Linked DNA regions of Zea mays: region 1 is linked to region 2. Evidence: chromatin contacts called from public Hi-C data. All regions are on one chromosome and are shown on one strand. The core of a region is the stretch at or near the end of the contact, and the rest is flanking DNA. Distances in the headings are between cores, read along the strand shown.

What was found. A called contact is a pair of places that touch in the nucleus more often than the background predicts.
Region 1: a contact with region 2 is called in a Hi-C map of bundle sheath, with 3 times the contacts expected there. The contact joins the promoter of LOC103653181 here to the promoter of LOC100277246 in region 2. A contact is called at or near these places in 4 of 25 Hi-C or Micro-C datasets (bundle sheath, ear, endosperm and 1 more).

Annotation. Positions count from the first base shown.
Region 1 is chr4:44,216,166-44,220,071 of Zm-B73-REFERENCE-NAM-5.0, reverse strand. LOC103653181 (oligopeptide transporter-like protein) reads left to right here and starts at 2,399. Exons shown (of 2, transcript XM_008680143.4): 1 at 2,399-3,234; 2 at 3,665-3,906. The coding sequence starts at 2,876.
Region 2 is chr4:44,015,901-44,019,645 of Zm-B73-REFERENCE-NAM-5.0, reverse strand. LOC100277246 reads right to left here and starts at 2,323. Exons shown (of 13, transcript NM_001150871.2): 1 at 1,987-2,323; 2 at 921-1,048; 3 at 766-837; 4 at 570-683; 5 at 41-97. The coding sequence starts at 2,188.

The DNA.
Region 1 (3,906 bases), core at 1,150-3,649, 200 kb before region 2:
AGGCTATCCTTGCCTTCTGTCGTCGGGCGCACCGGACAGTCCGGTGCACACCGGACACTGTCCGGTGCCCGATTCCTTTCCATAAAAAGCTCATCCGACCGTTGCTTTCTGATGCAGATCTGCGCACAGTTGGCGCACCGGACATGTCCGGTGCACACCGGACAGTCCGGTGTATCTTTCCGACCGTTGGCTCGGCCACGTGTCGCGCGCCGATCGCGCGGCCAACCGTTGGCCCGGCCGACCGTTGGCTCACCGGACAGTCCGGTGTATCTTTCCGACCGTTGGCTCGGCCACGTGTGGCGCGCCGATCGCGCGGCCAACCGTTGGCCCGGCCGACCGTTGGCTCACCGGACAGTCCGGTGCACACCGGACCGTCCGGTGAATTTTAGCCGTACGCCGTCAGCAAATTCCCGAGAGCGAGCTCTTCGGCCGAGGGAGCCTGGCGCACCGGACACTGTCCGGTGCACCACCGGACAGTCCGGTGCCCCAGACCGAAACAGCCCCTTGGCTGTACACAGCCAAGTCTTCTCTTATCTTCTTCTATCTGTTTCTAACACTTAGACAAATATATTAGTACACAAAACCAATGTACTAAGACTTAGAAACATACCTTTGTTGTAGATTTGCACTTTGTTCATTCATGGGCATTGGTTCACATCTAAGCACTTGTGTTGACACTTAATCACCAAAATACTTAGAAATGGGCCAAGGGCACATTTCCCTTTCACTATCCACCCCATCTAGGCAACTTTCAAATATCCCGCGTGCCCCTCGGCCTACGGCGCACTCATGGCCTATCGGACTAGGTCTGAGTGTGCGGACCTTTAGCTAGGCACTAGACGACAGACCGCGTCGAACCCTAGGCTACGAAGGCCAGGGTGGGCATAGTCAAAATGATGGCGCTTGGGACCATCGCAGCCCCAAGCCATCCTCCGCGGTAAATACGAGACAGCTAGGCAGCCCCAGGCTCCATGAGTACGCATGGCTTCACCCTAGGTAGAACGCTAGTTTTACCCTTGCCTTACAGCTCCATCCCAAGGAAGACACCGCTGGTCGACCTCTCTTCTGGCCTATAAAAGGGAGGGGTTGGGAGAGTTCTTTTGGACGCTTCATAAGACAACCGGGCGACTCTGGACGCCTTCAGACGAAGCACCCACAAGGACGAACAGGAGGAGTGTCGACGAGGGCCAGAATGTCGGAGCCCTGCCGCCGAGCCAAGACTTAACTAGGACTCCACCTTGTAGCTTCTAAGCTCCACTTCCACCCAAAAAAAGAGACTTGGGAGCGTCTCCTCCATCTCTCGCCCGCTTGTAACCCCTACTACGGGTTTTGATCATTAATGAGCTCGGTAGTGCAAGCCACCGGTGACTGGAAGTAGGGAGGTTCTGCCCGAACTAGTATAAATCTTGTGCCTACCACGCACACCCTCCCGAAACGCGCAGAATAAATTTATTTGTCGGAACGAGATTCGAAACACCGACACACGTCGATCTCTGGCCTCCGTAGCCTGGGTCTCGACGCGGCTCGTCGTGTTGCAGGCCCTACAGATGGCCAGTGCGCTCAATCCTAGGGTTGATAGGTTGAGTGGACCGGAACACTAGGACTCGTAGGTCATAAGTGAAAGGTGGATCGACTTGTAAATCGGTGTCCGACACAGTAAACGTGACTAGTCACTTACGACGGGTCAGGAGCAGAATCCACTCGAGTGGCTTCCTCTTTCGCCCAACCCACTTTAGACTCGTGCCTTGGGACTATCCGAAACTGATCTTTTCGTGGTCCTTTTAGGGCTTGTTCGTTTTGGAGTGGATCCCCTCAGTCCACTCCAAAACGAACAAGCCCTTACTGGGCTAGTGGGCCCTACACACGCGGCGGGATCTTCTCAAATCCCCGGACGGTGTGCGAGAAGTACTTCTCCATCAACCGAGCCCTGCATCGACAGACAGACACCATTGTTTTTTACCTCCTCCTCCTCCTGACAGCGCGTTAACCGAACCTGGCGCGGAACACCTCGCTCGTTCACGCGCCGTCCATATCGTCTTCCACCGAACCCCACGAGAAAATCCTGAGAGCGATCGCTCCAGCTCGCGCTAATCCTCTTCCCCGGCTCTGTCGTAACGCCTGACAAACAAAATAGACAGAGGAGCACCAGCCACGTCACGCACGCGCGTACACTGCACATACGTACGTACGGAGCGTGTGGTCCAGCCTGCGCTGTGCTGTGCTGTGCTGTACGTACATCGTATGCCTAAGTAAAGTGACGTGTCGATGTCGTGCGCCCGAGTGTGCTGGTCCAACCTTACCTGCGTGTGGCCGAGCATGTGGCGCAGGTACCGTGTGCGTATACCGTACGGGGAAAAGATACTGACGGTGGGGGTTTGCTCTCTCCCTGATCCGAGCCTACGTAGCGCGGCTCGCGGGACCGGCGGGCCCACGCGGCAGCGAGCGACAGAGACGAGACCGGCTACCTCATCCACCCCCACCAGGTGCACTGCACTGCACACCTCGCTCGCCGCCGGTCGGTCGTCTCCTTCTCTCTCTCTCTCCGTCCGACTATACAATACAATTCCACTGCGTGGCAGGGTCCAGCTCCTTATCCTGTCCCCCTCGCCCCTTTCCCTTCCCCGCCCGTCTCCTCCCCCTCCCTGCCTCTCCGCCCACCCACCCACTGACCCACCCACCCATCTCGCTCGCGCGCGCCGGGATTTCTCGCCTTCGCTCAATCGCTCCGCGGCTCTCCTCCTGCGCGCCGGCCGGTCGATCCGGGCGCCGGGGCCCGAGGTGCGCCGCGGCGGAGGCTCTGCCGGGCCGGATTCGCTGATCGGTCGGTTGGTAGGTTCGGTTGTTAGGTAGGTAGGTAGGTTGGTTGGTCGCGGGCATGTCCACGGCGGTGGCGCGGCCGGCGCACGGCGGCTTCCGGCAGTCGGGGAGCGGGAAGCCGGATCCGGAGGACGCGGACAGGATGAGGGACGCCAACGGGTACTTGGTCCAAGAACGTGAGAAGGAAGAGGAAGAGCGTGGCGGTGAGGCGGCGGCGGCGGGGAGGGAGGAAGAGGCGCTGTCGGAGGCCTCGTCGATCGGCGCGGCGTCGTCCGACAGCTCCTCCATCGGCGAGAACTCCGCGTCCGACAAGGAGGGCAGCGACGGGGAGGAGGAGGAGGTGGAAGGCAAGGCGCAGGGGCTCGGCATGATGGGGCTGGCCACGCTCCAGTCCTTGGACGATGCCCTGCCCACCAAGTAAGCTGCTTGCTTCTCTGCTAATCCCCTTTCTCTTCCTGATCTGATCTACCGCTAGTATTAGTAACTGCTGCTACTGCTTGGTGTTGTTTCTTCTACTATGCCGCTAGAAATTGCTCCTGCAAAACCGACCGCTGCTGGAGACAACATGTTTTATGGATAAAAATCCGATTTTTTTGCTGCGAAAAATAATGTTCTTGTAGCGAAATTGTAAGAGGCTGGTTTAGATCCGAGTAGAGTAGCTAGCAATGACAAGAGATGTGTACATAGAAAAGAAGAGAAGTGTTTTTTCTTCCCATCCTTAGCAGCAGTCGTGGTTTTGACAGCAGCAATGCATTTCCCTGCTGATCCTCTCTTTCTTGCCCTATAATGAGAATAGTAATAATATATAATCCTTGAACACCGAACTAACCGAGGAACGAATTCGTAGGCGGGGCCTGTCCAACTTCTACGCGGGCAAGTCCAAGTCGTTCACGAGCCTGGCGGAGGCGGCTGCGACGGCGGCCGCCAAGGAGATCGCGAAGCCGGAGAACCCGTTCAACAAGCGGCGGCGCGTGCTGCGGGCGTGGTCGCGGCGGCGGGCGTCGTGCAGCGCGCTGGCCACCGCGTACCTGCCGCCGCTGCTGGCCCCGGACCACGCGGTGGTGGAGGAGGACGACGAGGAGGGCGCGG
Region 2 (3,745 bases), core at 1,074-3,573:
AAAAAAAACAACTAATGGTAGTGACAGGATATATCCTTACCTCAGTCAGCTGTTTTGATTTAGCAGTTGCTTCTAACTGCAACCTCATCAATTCCTCCTACAATGCGAAAGAACAAATATGTAATAGTATATATACCACACAACAACCAGGACACAAGTGCATTAATAGTAAAACAAACTTATTGCAAACCTCAGCGACTTTAAGAGCACGTTCTGTCTTCTTGATTTTGCGTTTTTGCTCATCACTTTCCTTTTGCATCTAGCAACGACAAAATACAAGTATAGTGTAATCCAACATCTAAAATGTCCATTTGGTTGGATGGTTCTTCACCAAATGCCTTCAATAGAATTTAAAATTCCAATGGACTTTAGACTCTAGTACAGATATCTAGTTTGATCTGCTAGTGTCATAAGAATTTGTTGCAGGCTTGTATATAGCCAACTAGAAAGGGAAAAGCAGATGGCATATACACTTACAGTAGCACACGAAACTAAGAAGTTGACCACTGATTTTTTTCTTTAAAAAAGTCACTCAATATTCCATAGACAAGGAAGGTTTATGCGCTTACTGTATTAAGCTTTTCATTCAACTTTTCCACCTTGTTCTCTGCATCGTTGGCCCTAGATTCTAGTGCTGCTTTCTGACTACTTTGTGCTTGAATATCCTTTTTGAGCTTGTCAATCTAGAACAGGAAAAAAATAAAGAGAAATCATAAACACATTGCTAGCACGTTCCAAATGTTCATGAACTCTTATAGCCTATACCTGCTTCTCAAGTTCAACAGCCTTGGCATTGGCCTTGTTAGCCTGCTCCTCGGCAGCTAGAGATCCTTTTGCCTGTACTTAGATAAGCTCATAAGCATAAGTGCAAAGTTATTTGTAAGAATGTGCAAACTTCAAAACTAACTGTGGTGTTTTACCTGGAGAGAAGCAATCTCGCCCTGCATAGAGGTAATAGCCTTTGACTTCTCCGCAATGGCTTTCTCTAGGTTCACGATGACATCGTCCTTATTCTTCAGTTCGAGAGATCGCACTGCTATGTCTGACTCTGTAGCAAGAAAACAAACACAATAATGGTTCCCGTGGCCCGTGGGATATCAAAATTAGAATGAATCTGGTAGGCTAATAAAGAATCACAAAGTGGCGAAGTAAAGGAAATTGCTTTGCTTATGACAGGATCACAGGAATGATATCACGATGACAAGATACTACTATTTCCATGCCGTGGCATAGTTTGAGTTTACATTCTTCAATAGTACAGGCATCTTCAGAGAATTTACTGTTTTACTGCAATTAATATTGCTAGACTTCCCCAGCTACTCGATTCTAGTACACATCAATGAAGCAGGACCCCAAGCATTATGGCAGTGGATCAGCATCCATGGCAAAGGCACAACAGCTGCAATTACACACTGGCCCACCGCCCACTGACGTAATTGTAACAGTAGAGGTATATGTGAACTTTTGTAGCTTTTGTGTTAACGGCAATCAGAAACAAAGCTACTATGTAAACAGAAGAGGAAGCTTTGGGGGGGGGGGGGGGGGGGGGGTTGGCCCTAAAATAAGCAGTTGCCTCAAAAAGATAGAATTATCCAATTTTATACCAAAAAGGGAGAATTATGCAACCCACGGTCGATATCAGCACGAGAGAATCGAATACAATCTCGCAGCACCCCGCCAGCTACACGATCAATCGAGCACTGTCGCGCGCGCACCATCCAGACGACTAGAAGCAGGCAGAAGCTAAAACCCCAACAAGACAGATCCAGGTAGCTCACCAACCACCGCGAAACCGCGCCTCGCCGCAACGAATCGGGCCCTAAACCCCGGAGAGCTCACCGGACCGGCGTCAATCCAGTGAAACGGCACAAATTAACCTAGCTGCGCGGCATGAACTCGACGATTCCACCACCAACCCGTCCCAGGCCAAAACATCCAGACAGTAAAATCAAGCGCGCCACGTGGATTCAAACCTTGGGCACTGACCTAAGGCGGAGATCTTCGCCCGGAGCTGCTCCAGCTCGGCCCTGAGCGCCGCGGCCTCCGCAGCCTCCTCCACCCTGAGCGCCGCCGCGGCCTCCACCGCGCCGGCCACCGAGTCCGCCGCCACTACGGGCTCCTCGGCGGTCGCGCCGGCGACGGCGATCAGCAGCGCCAGAAGGAGCGCCAGGGGCCTCGAGATCCCCATCCCCGCGAGCCCCTCGCCAGCCACCAGCTCTTCTCTCCTCGTCGTCGGCGAGGCTAATCCAATCCTTGGTTCCAACGACGCGCACGTGGGGGTCAGGGGGACTCGCGAACTCGTGCGTGCTCGCGCTCGTGTGCCTGCCCGCCCGGTATCGTTTAGGAGACTCGCGTTCGCCGTGCAGATCATTTTGGTGACGCCGCGCGGGGGCGAGCGGGCAGGGGCACGTGACATGGTACGTGGCGCCGTGGCGGGGAGAGGGCCCACGTGGCGGATAGCTATTGGGTCCCGAGACGTGGGACACGTATGATCCTGGAGTCACGGCGCAGTGGGACCAGGGACGCCGCGCAGGTGTCAGGTGGCGTGACGGTATCGGCCGCGAGGCTCCGCTCGTGGTTTCCAACCAGCGAGCGTTGCCTTTTTGGTTGGTTTGCTCGGAGATGAGAAATTTAGTTGGACTTTTGCCATTGAAAAGATTGGGCTTTGCAAAATTGTCATCAAGTCTATATTTTATAAACTTAGATAGATCCACAAGTCAGAGACTTAGTGACAACTGACAATTATTAGCAAGGAGACAATCTTTGATGGGTGTTTGGGAGGGCTATTTCTCAAGAGCTTCGTGAGACAAATATTTTATGGCTTATCTAGAAAAATAGTTTATCTTATACTCTCTTCATATTAAAATAGTAGTCGTTTTAACTCTATAGTTTTATGTTCATATTCATATGAATGATTATAAACCTATATATAGAACACCTATATTAATTATTGTATGAATCTAGAAAAAATGTAAAACGGATTTTAATTTGGGACGCAGTGATTATATGTTTTGGGGACTTTTTTAAGGAGTTAAAGTATCTCCAAGTGTAAGTCTCATATTTGGGCTCTATAATTTAATTTAGTTACCCATTTAATTTTTTAAGGTCCAAACTAAAAGCCAGTTTCCAATCAATGAGCTTTAAACATCCACATCCTGTAGTTTGCAAGCACCTCAGGTTTTGGGTACTTTGATGCCAGCCTTCGACTGTCATTGCTCCTCCCACGTTCGGTCTTTTTTCGCGTCGTCAATCACTTTTGCTACACCTTCGCACGTCTTCGCTCTTCACATACTCGCCTTTTTCTTTTCCGCGGGTAAGTCCACCTCTATTATCTTGTTCGGGTTGATCCAATGGAGCGCGACTGGTAGGGAGGCTCCGATCCATAGAACATTTATGGGAGCATCAAGGTAATGGAGCGTGACTGACAGTAATTTAAACAGATTACTGTTTTTGAGTTATATTTTGTTTCAGTCAGCTTTTTGTTCCCTAAATAATCTGTGATGATGTAATGATCTTTTCCAAATACATCGTGACATATGAACAATACTAACCAGCCAGTAATGTTTCACAGAGACTGTTGCTTAATTCAACCAAAGTTACTTGCCCACATGATAAATCTGGATATTGTCAGGTAGCCGCTAGAAAACAAAAAAGGGAGGTGATATTTAGTTTCAACCGTGTGCATATGGAGGGTCAATAAACTTCCACGACGTTAAGCAAATCAGGAGGAGGGGAGCAGGGAGAT